Regions from separate parts of the Sus scrofa genome. Here region 1 is linked to region 2. The links are chromatin contacts, called in public HiChIP or PLAC-seq maps. All regions are on one chromosome and are shown on one strand. Each heading gives the region's core, a stretch centred on a gene start, on an enhancer-like site or on the middle of the called end of the contact. The rest is flanking DNA. Distances are from core to core; before and after follow the strand shown.

The links. HiChIP or PLAC-seq counts read pairs in DNA pulled down with a chosen protein or histone mark.
Region 1: a contact with region 2 is called in an H3K27ac HiChIP or PLAC-seq map of alveolar macrophages. The contact joins two enhancer-like sites. A contact is called at or near these places in 1 of 47 Hi-C or Micro-C datasets (epiblast stem cells) and 1 of 2 datasets of contacts at active chromatin or transcription factors (alveolar macrophages).

Annotation. Positions count from the first base shown.
Region 1 is chr6:47,373,993-47,378,670 of Sscrofa11.1, forward strand. It overlaps RYR1 (ryanodine receptor 1), which reads left to right. Exons shown (of 109, transcript NM_001001534.1): 30 at 1-63; 31 at 876-1,036; 32 at 1,584-1,749; 33 at 4,493-4,579. Among named protein-coding and RNA genes, the nearest start is that of RYR1, 37 kb to the left of the region's middle. Within about 2 kb of position 2,464, at least 4 of the 83 cell types and tissues checked have an H3K27ac peak or open chromatin away from gene starts, as enhancers often do. A contact at or near this core is called in alveolar macrophages, where this site is marked.
Region 2 is chr6:47,206,125-47,210,729 of Sscrofa11.1, forward strand. SPINT2 (kunitz-type protease inhibitor 2) reads left to right here. Exons shown (of 7, transcript XM_003127108.5): 4 at 1,221-1,274; 5 at 1,677-1,838; 6 at 2,207-2,245; 7 at 3,750-4,440. The coding sequence ends at 3,916. LOC102167359 (a long non-coding RNA gene) reads right to left here. Exons shown (of 5, transcript XR_303838.3): 5 at 3,523-3,869. Among named protein-coding and RNA genes, the nearest start is that of C6H19orf33, 15 kb to the right of the region's middle. Within about 2 kb of position 2,652, at least 16 of the 83 cell types and tissues checked have an H3K27ac peak or open chromatin away from gene starts, as enhancers often do. A contact at or near this core is called in alveolar macrophages, where this site is marked.

The sequences.
Region 1 (4,678 bases), core at 1,214-3,713, 170 kb after region 2:
CCTCACGAGGTGGTGCCTGCTGATGACCGCGATGACCCTGACATCATCCTCAACACCACCACGGTGAGTGCTGGGGACCTTCAGCTTCCAGATTTCACGCTGTGATCCCTGGTAACCACCCTTACCTGGGGTCACCCCAATATATAGCTGAGACCACAAGGCACACTATACATCAGTTTCACCCTTTGAACCCCTAAATCCATATATCTAAGGGTCTAAAAATTGCAGACAACACAGTGAAGCCATGAGGTACCCTTGATATAACTCCCAGGGCTCCCCAGATCCCGGGGATAAACCAACACCGACTCAGGACCCCACCGTTTGGGTTCACCTGTATAAACTCAATACCCTGCCCATTGGATAGCTCTCCTAGTTTGTCCTTGGGAACCCACACTCACAATTATTTCACTAGAGTTGGGGGAGTTCCCCAGACCGTAATATTTTCTGAGACAAACAGCCTGGTGGTCAGGACAAGGGGCTGCCTGGACGTCGCTCCACTGGTCTATTTCTTCTCTTTGGCGGAAGCGCCACGATTTCCCCATCAGTCAAATGGAGATAAAAATTGTATCCCCCTGGTGGTGACTGTAAGGATTAAGTGAATTAATTCATGAGCTCCCTCTTCGCTATTATTTATTTCTAACTTCACTGTATAACCTGGGGAGGGACTCCAACTTGGGGGTGTCACAAAAGGGTCCCAAAGAATTCCTGAAGCTGGAAATCCTGGACCCAGCAGCAGAGGGACACAGACCCAGGAGGTCTCCCCTTCTTACTAAACCCTCAGAGGATGCTGGGACTCCAGAGAAATCAATGCAGAGTCCCAGCCCAGGAAGCCTGGTCTTCCCGCCTGACCGCTGGCGCCCCCTTTGTCTCCGCAGTACTATTACTCGGTGAGGGTCTTCGCTGGCCAGGAGCCCAGCTGCGTGTGGGTGGGCTGGGTCACCCCTGACTACCACCAGCACGACATGAACTTCGACCTCACCAAGGTCCGGGCGGTGACGGTGACCATGGGGGATGAGCAGGGCAACATCCACAGCAGGTACGGGGAGGGGTGGGCGCTGGCACCTCCTCCCTTCTCCTCTCTTCCTGCGTATCTTCCTTCCATGGCTCCTTCTCTGTGTCTTGCCTCCTCCTCTGTTTTTTGTTTTTTTGTTTTTGTTTTTGTTTTTGTTTTTGTACCTGCGACCTGTGCAAGTTCCCCTGGGCCGGCATCAAACCTGCTTCGCAACGGTGACAATGCCAGGTTCTTAACCTGCTGAGCTGCAGGGGAACGCCTCCCTCCTCTTCTTTTTCCATTTCTTTTTCATTTTCTCCTCCTCTTCCATCTTGCCATCCTCTTTCGACGTGACCCTCCTTTCTCTGTTCTCTCCTCCTGCTCGCCTTCCTTCTCCTCCTTTCGGATTCCCCACCCCCGCCACCATCTTCTAGGAACTCTAGCTCCAGGAGGCTCAGGGTCTGGGGTGAGAGGTTTCAGGGCCCCATCTGCAGGTGGTGGGTGTTGGGGGATGGGGCTCAGGGAAGGGGGTGTCCCGGGTCCCGAGTGCCTCGGCTGAGGACCCAGGCACTGACACCTTCGTGACTTCCAGCCTCAAGTGCAGCAACTGCTACATGGTGTGGGGTGGAGACTTTGTGAGCCCCGGGCAGCAGGGCCGGATCAGCCACACAGACCTTGTCATCGGCTGCCTGGTGGACTTGGCTACTGGGCTTATGACCTTCACCGCCAACGGCAAAGAGAGCAACACCTTTTTCCAGGTGAGTCCTGTTCTCAGCAACTTAGCCATAGCATCCTCGTGTCTCTGTGTCCTGGGACAGCCCTTCCAGACACCTTCTGGGGACACACCTCAGACAGGACAAAAACAGCTTCAGGACAGGCCAGAGTGGGGAGGTCCCTAGGAGACCACTTAGGTGAACCATGCATCAAACTGACACCCAGAAAGGAGAGAGAGCAGAGCCTTGACCTTGGAGAGATGTTTGTGTTCCCTCTGGGGCTGGGTGACACCAGTTGAAGCTTTTTCACCCATCAGGGAACACCCTAGGCTGGGACAGAATTCTACGGCAGGATTTTCCTTTTCAAATTTTGTTTTTGTTTTTTGTTTGCTTTTTAGGGCCGCACCCTTGGCATATGGAGGTTCCTAGGCTAGGCGTTTAATCAGAGCTACAGCTGCTGGCCTCCGCCACAGCCACAGCCACAGCAACACTGGATCCTTAACCCACTGCTGAGTGAGGCCAGGGATCGAACCCGCAACCTCATGCTTCCTAGTCGGATTCATTTCCACAGCGCCATGAAGGGAACGCCATTTTTTTTTTTTTTTTTTTTTTTGCCACACCCCGGCCATGTGGAAGTTCCCAGGCCAGGGATTAAACCTGCAGCTGTGTTGCAGTTGTGACCTTTGCCACAGCTGTGGCAATGCCAGATCCTTAACGTCCTACATCACAAGGGGGAACTTCCTCCTTTTCAGCATTTTATTATGAAAGATTTCAAGCCTTCAGCACAATTAAAGGAACTGTACAGTGAACGCCCATATACCCACTACTGTGAATCTGCCATCCGTGTTTTAAGACACTAGCTTTATCACACATTCTCTGTCTGTCCATCCAGAAGTCCATCTGACTTTGTTCATTTTACGAAACTTTAAGTGGAGAATTTCAAAAATTTGCAAAAATTGAACAGCATAATGAACCTCCATGGCCCCATCGCACATATCCAACTAGTATCCAACAGCTAATTTTGTTCCATCTTTACCCCACACCCACCAGATGATTCTGCGGGAGAGCCCATATATCATACGGTTTTGTCTCTTTTCAGTATGTATCTCTACAAGAGTTCATTTATTTTATTTTATTTTGGTCTTTTCTAGGGCTATACCTGCAGCATATGGAGGTTCCCTGGCTGGGGGTCTAATCGGAGCTGTTGCTGACAGCCTACACCACAGTCATGGCAATGCAGGATCCGAGCCCTGTCTTCGACCTGCACCACAGCTCACGGCAATGCCAGATCCTTAACCCACTGAGCAAGGCCAGGGATCGAACCCGCAACCTCACGGTTCCTAGTCGGGTTCGTTAACCACTGCGCCACGACAGGAACTCCTAAAAGGGTTCTTTTAAAGAGCATAGCTGCAATAGCGTTATCTTTAACAACAACAACAAAAAAAAGCCGACCCAATAATTCTTAGATATCATCGAATATCCAGCCCATGTTCAGACTTTTCTGCTTGTCTCAAAAATGTCTTTTGACTAAAGTTCCGGTCGTGGCTCAGTGGAAAAGAATCCATGAGGACACAGGTTTGATCCCTGGCCTCACACAGTGGGTTAGGATCTGGTGTTGCTGTGGCTGTGGTGTAGGCCAGAGGCTATAGCTCCAATTTGACCCCTAGCCGGGGAACTGGGAACCTCCATGTGTCGCGGGTGCAGCCCGAGTGAAAACAAACCAAAAAAAGTCTTTTTACTGTTTGTTGGAATCAGAATCTTAATAAGGTGATCTATTTCGGTTCCCACCTCCCCGCCCCTTTGAAATGTATTTGGTGAAGGAGCTTTGCTCCTCAGCGTGTGGTCCCTGGACCCGCAGGATCTGCATCCCCTGGGAGCTGGTTAGAAACGCAGACTCTCAGGCCCCTCCCCAGGCCTGCCCACACAGAATCTGCATTTTAACACATCCCAGGGGATTCATGCCCACACTGCCATCTGAAGCGTGCTGACCCGGTTTATCACAGTCTGAATCTGGCTGATGCATACCTGAGGTGTCACTTAGACATTTTCCTCTGTCCCCTGTAGTTCCTTGTAAACTGGGAGATGGAGCCACAGGTGCAATTAGATTCAGGTTTGGGAGTTCCTGTTGTGGCTTAGCGGGTTGGACATAGTATCCATTAGGATGCGGGTTTGATGAGTTAAGGATCCGGTTTTTCTGCAAGCTGTGGTGTAGGTCAGAGATGCAGCTTGGATCTGGCGTGGTTGTGGCTGTGGTGTAGGCCAACAGCTGCAGCTCCTATTTGACCCCTGGCCTAGGAACTTTCATATGCCACAGGAACGGCTGTAAAAAGAGAAAAAAAAAAAAAAAAAGACTCAGGTTTGGCAAGCCTGCTTTACAGATGGTGGTGTTTGTGGTGCTGGAGGCTGGGTGAGATCCTCCTCCAAGATCAGAGGGGCCGCATGGAAAGAGCAGTCAGAGGATGCTTTTTGGACTTTGAAGACTGAATGTGCTTGGGAGAGAAACAGGACTGGCATTTGTGGGGGTCGGGGAGGGTGGGCATGATGTGCACAAAGACCCAGATGACAGGTTGCCCTGGGGGAGTTGGAGGAGGCTGGCCTGGCTGGATCAGAAGTGGTGCAGCCCATGAGCGACCTTAGGGCCATTGTGGAGCCACCAGTGGCCGAGTTTGGCTCTGTAGACACCACAACAGGATCAGGCTGGGGCAGTCGGATCCAGAGTTTTGGATCCACAGTCAACCCTACCTCCAGTGCATCCTCTTCCTCACCCTGCCCTCTTCTCCCTTGCCAGGTGGAACCCAACACAAAGCTGTTTCCAGCCGTCTTTGTCCTGCCCACACACCAGAACGTCATCCAGTTTGAGCTGGGGAAGCAGAAGGTATGAGCACAGTGACGGCCCTGGCGGGGCCGGGCTGAGGAAGGCGGTGCAGGAGGTCAGGCCGGCAGGGCAGCTGGAGGTGGCGAGGGGCAATCCAGG
Region 2 (4,605 bases), core at 1,402-3,901:
TGCTCAGAATTGGTGAACTGGGGCTCTGGGCTGCCCGCTTCTGGCTCCTTGCCAGCATCCTTATGCTGGGGAGTTCATGTCCAGTGGACAAGAGGGTAGAGGCATTCAACAGCACTTCCTGGCTGGCCTCCGCTTCCTCCTGGGGGTTTGGGGATTGTGGCTGCTGCCACATACGGCTCCTTCTTCCTCTTTGGGCTGGCCTCAAGTCCCCTGGCCTCTGCCTGCTGCCCTGTCTTTGCTGCCCTGTCTTCACTGCCCTGTCCCCCCTCCTTGCCTGTTCTGTCTCCTGTGCTGCCTGTCATCCTTGTGTCTCTCTCCCTGTCTTGAGTCCTCTGTTCTCTGACACCCCTGCCTCCATGCCCACTGCAGTCCTTGATCTCGAGCTTTGTGTTAGCTTGCTTTGTAGTGCTGGCAGCAGCTGCCCCCTTCCTCCTTTATGCTTAAAGGACTCTGCATCGGGAGCCTGGGGTGAGTGGTCCAGATGCACTAGCAAGTCCAACCCCACTTTCCAAAGGCCAGTCCCCAGGCCTTGGGTTCTGCTGGGAGAGACCTGCTGTGGAGGGAGGGACTCCATCCCCACCCTGTTTGAAAATGTTCCCCAGGCAGCCAGTGGCCACACAGTGGTTGCAGTTTTGGCTCTGGTCCTTTGGTTCTGACATCAGTGTCCACAGGAAGGTGAGCATTTATTAGTTCAGCGGTCAGTTGACTTGAAGAATGCCGAGAGTTAGGTCAGAGTCACTTTCCAGTTTTGCTAGGCCGGGAATCCTGTAACTGTCCTAGCCATTGCTTTGTCTGGGTTCCTTGTTTATTTCCGATCTGGCCTCTGCAAGGAGCTGTGGGGCACTGGCATCCTAAGTCTGACTTCTGTCCTGTTTCAGAAGAAAATTTCACCAAGAGAATAAAGGACCTACCCCTCAGTCAGAGTGTGGATACCTCTGGTCTTCCTCATTACCCCAGAAATGGCAGCTGGGGTTAGTTTCCATAGGAACCCCTGCGGTGACAGGCAGCCTCCCCATCCCTGGTCATTCTATATGTGCTGGGAAGCCCATTCGAACTGGGAGTGGATGGAGCAAAGCTGCCCACAGACGGGGCTCCACTCCCTTCGTTCTGGGTGCCAGAGTGTCCACACTCCCTCAGTGGGCCCTTGTAGACTCAGCCCAGCTGGGCCATGTGTCCAGGGTCCATCCCAGCCTCCCTGACATGGATGTTTTGTGTTTCAGTCCCCAGAAGGCAGGATTCTGATGACCTCACCGATGATATTATCAACTATGAAGGTATATATATATGTGTGTGTGTGTATTTATTTCTCTTTTTAGGGCCACACCCACGGCATATGGAGGTTTCCAGGCTAGGGGTTGAATTGGAGCTCTAACTGCCGACCTACACCACAGCCACGGCAACGTGGGATCCAAACCGCATCTGTGACCTACACCACAGCTCATGGCAATGCCGGATCCTTAACCCAGTGAGTGAGGCCAGGGATCAAACCTTCTTCCTCATGGATACTAGTCGGGTTTGTTAACCCTCGACAGGAACTCCCCTGTAATCAAGTTTCTTTAGTAGAGGGATGTTCTCCCCATTGGCTGGTGGCTGTGTGACTGCTTGGGAGCATTCTAGCTCGGGTCCCCTCTCCTGGGCCCTGCTAACTTGTACCCCTTGGACTGTCTCGCTCCCAGAATACTGCACTGCCAAGGCTGTCACAGGGCCTTGCCGCGCAGCCTTCCCCCGCTGGTACTTTAATGCCGAGAAGAACTCTTGTGATAAGTTCATCTACGGAGGATGCCGGGGCAATAAAAACAGCTACCACTCCAAGGAGGAGTGTATGCAGCGCTGCTTCGGTGAGTCTCCCGACTCCTCAATCTGAGAAACAAGGTGGGCCTCCCAAGTTGATGGGTCCTCCAGGAGGACACCGGTCCATTTCCTCAGCCCTGAAATGAAGGCCTTGGAAACACTGTCCTCTCGAGTCTCCGCTTGCTCTAGCTCCCCAGGGACAGGGAGAGGCTTGGCCCCAGTTCTTGGATGGGTATATCCTAGGCCCTTTCTGAGGTGGCAAGGTCCCAACGCCCTCAAAAGAGCTGGAAGAAGTCGCTCAGAAAGAGCCCCCCATGGAGGCCGAGGGCTGAGGGGGAGGGAGATTCTCAGGTGGCTGCAGCTCCGGGGGGAGGAGAGCTGAGAGCGGACCTCAAGGTTGTGTGTTCTCTTCCAGGCAAGCAGTTGTATCCTGCCCTGCCCCGCGGCACTAAAGGTAAGTGGCCTTGGGCCCCTCCACATGCCCTGACCAAGCTCAGCTGCTTTGTAGGCTCGTGTTGTCTCGGACACATCGTCCTTCACTGTAAACATCTTTTTTGTTAGGAAGTTATATTTCTGCATGAGAAGGGCCAGGCAGCTTGGAACATGTGCTGGATGTTTGTCCCCCCGAATAGTGGACATAAACAGGCTTAGGAGTGAGGCCACCTCTGCCCAGGCAGTCTGGGGGCAACCAGAGGACACAGCCTACTGTTTTCAGTTGTATGGGGGTCTGCTGTATCGGCAGGCCTGAGACTGACTCCGATTGGGGGGAACTTTGCTGTCGTGGGGTATACAGAGTTGGCTGTGGCAAGACGAAAAGCCCTTGCCGTGTGTGGGTGGAGCATGGCCTCAGTCAGTGCTGCTGTCCCCATGTAGTCTGGTCTGACAAGGAGGCCAAGCCTCCTCTTTTGTTTCGGATGCTGAGTCATGGATGGGAGTGTTTGCACAAAGACTTGCCACACGGGTTTGGCCTCTTTCCACTTGGGTCCTTGTTAAGGAGCCCAGGCCTGTCCCATGTGTCTGCTCTGCTTTAGAAGAGGAATGAAGTTCCAACCTGGTTGGCCAGGCATGAGGGTCTGGAGGGTTGGAGGTGGAGAAGGAATCGACCCTGTCCCATTCTGCAGCCAAGGAGGGAGCTGGATAGCTGACCCAGGAGATCACATTCTTAGGTATAGCCCCACCTGGAGAAAAAGCATCTTAACTGACCAGTGGGGCAATTAAGAGAACAAGGGTCCCCTCCCGACCCTGCTCCAAACACACCCTTGCTTCTGCCCTTCCCTCATTCCACAGGCAGCCACCCCAGCCCCCTGCAGGGCCACATCTTTCTCTGGCTGGTTGGGGTTGGGAAGGGTGTTGACGCACAGACCAGAGGGGTGTGCTTTTATATCCTGGCGTCCACCTCTTGGCTTGGGACTCCTATAAGAGTTGCCCTTGAGAGGTGGAAGGGAAATACAGAGTTGAAGGTTTTTGGGGAGTTCCCATTGTGGCTCAGCAGTAACGAACCCGACTAGTATTCATGAGGACGTGAGTTCGATCCCTGGCCTTGCTCATTGGGTTAAAGATCCGGCATTTCCATGAGCTGTGGTGTAAGTCACAGACGTGGCTCGGATGTGGCATTGCTGTCATTGTGCTGTAGGCCGGCAGCTCCGGTTCAACCCCTAGCCTGGGAACTTCCATATGCCGCAGGTATGGACCTAAAACGACCCAAAAAAAGGAACACAAATAGCCACTCTGTCTGCACATAGCTCAGCCCCTCCTTTTTTCAGAAACATCTTTCTCAAGAGTCCCTACCGGGACTGTCCGTGATAATTTCCTGTGCGGTGGTGTCAGTTCTCCAGACCCTCCCAGGTTAGGGTGGGGGGAGCATCTGGCCCGGGGGCTGCTGGTCCTCCTGAGCCCATGTGGACACTGCTGTGGCCTGCCTTGTCCTGCTGGTTCTGAGGCCTTTCTCTCACCCACAGTGGTGGTCCTGGCAGGGCTGTTCGTGATGGTCCTGGTCCTCTTGCTGGGCGCCTCCGTGGTCTGCCTGATCAGGGTGGCCAGAAGAAACCAGGAGCGCGCCCTCCACACCGTCTGGAGCACTGCGGACGACAAAGAGCACCTGGTGAAGAGCACTTACGTGCTGTGAACGCCGCATCACCAAGGGGGTGCCCGCCCCCACCTTCTGTTGCTGGAAAGAATCTGGGAAGGGAGGGAAGATGCGTGGCAAACATGTGCGCGCCTTTTCAAATAGAGTGATTGATTTGTATCTGTGTGATCATTAGGGTGTCGGGTCTGATTGTCACTCCAGAAGGTAAGAAGGCTGCTCCCTGGTCTCCCGGGTGGGCTTGCTCTGGAAATCCTCTTAGAAAAGAGCTGGGCACATTGCAGATGGTCTGACCCTAGACTGGAGTTGGTTCCTCTTCAATTTATTCCTATGCTCAGTGTAGAATTTTCTTTGCTTATGTTGAATCCAATTACCTCCTCTCCCATCACCAAAGTGATATCTTCGCAGTTTCCTTTGTTTTGGGTGTTTTTTTTTAAATAAGTGGAAACATAAGGTTTTTTTAAAATTAGGATTCTGAAAGGAAGAAAGTAAAATGTACAAGTTTAATAAAAAAAAAAGGGGGGGACTTCCCTTTTAAAATAAATTTCAGCATGTGCTTTCTTCTTTCTGGGACTGCTGATTTAAACTCTACCAGAATCACCACAGGAGCCTACATGAGCTGTCCCGTTCCAGAAACAGACTCCTTAAAACAACAGCATCTTTCAGGTCATTTTGCGTGAACTAGATCCCACATTACAGCACATGCCCATGGAGTTCTACCAAACAGCACC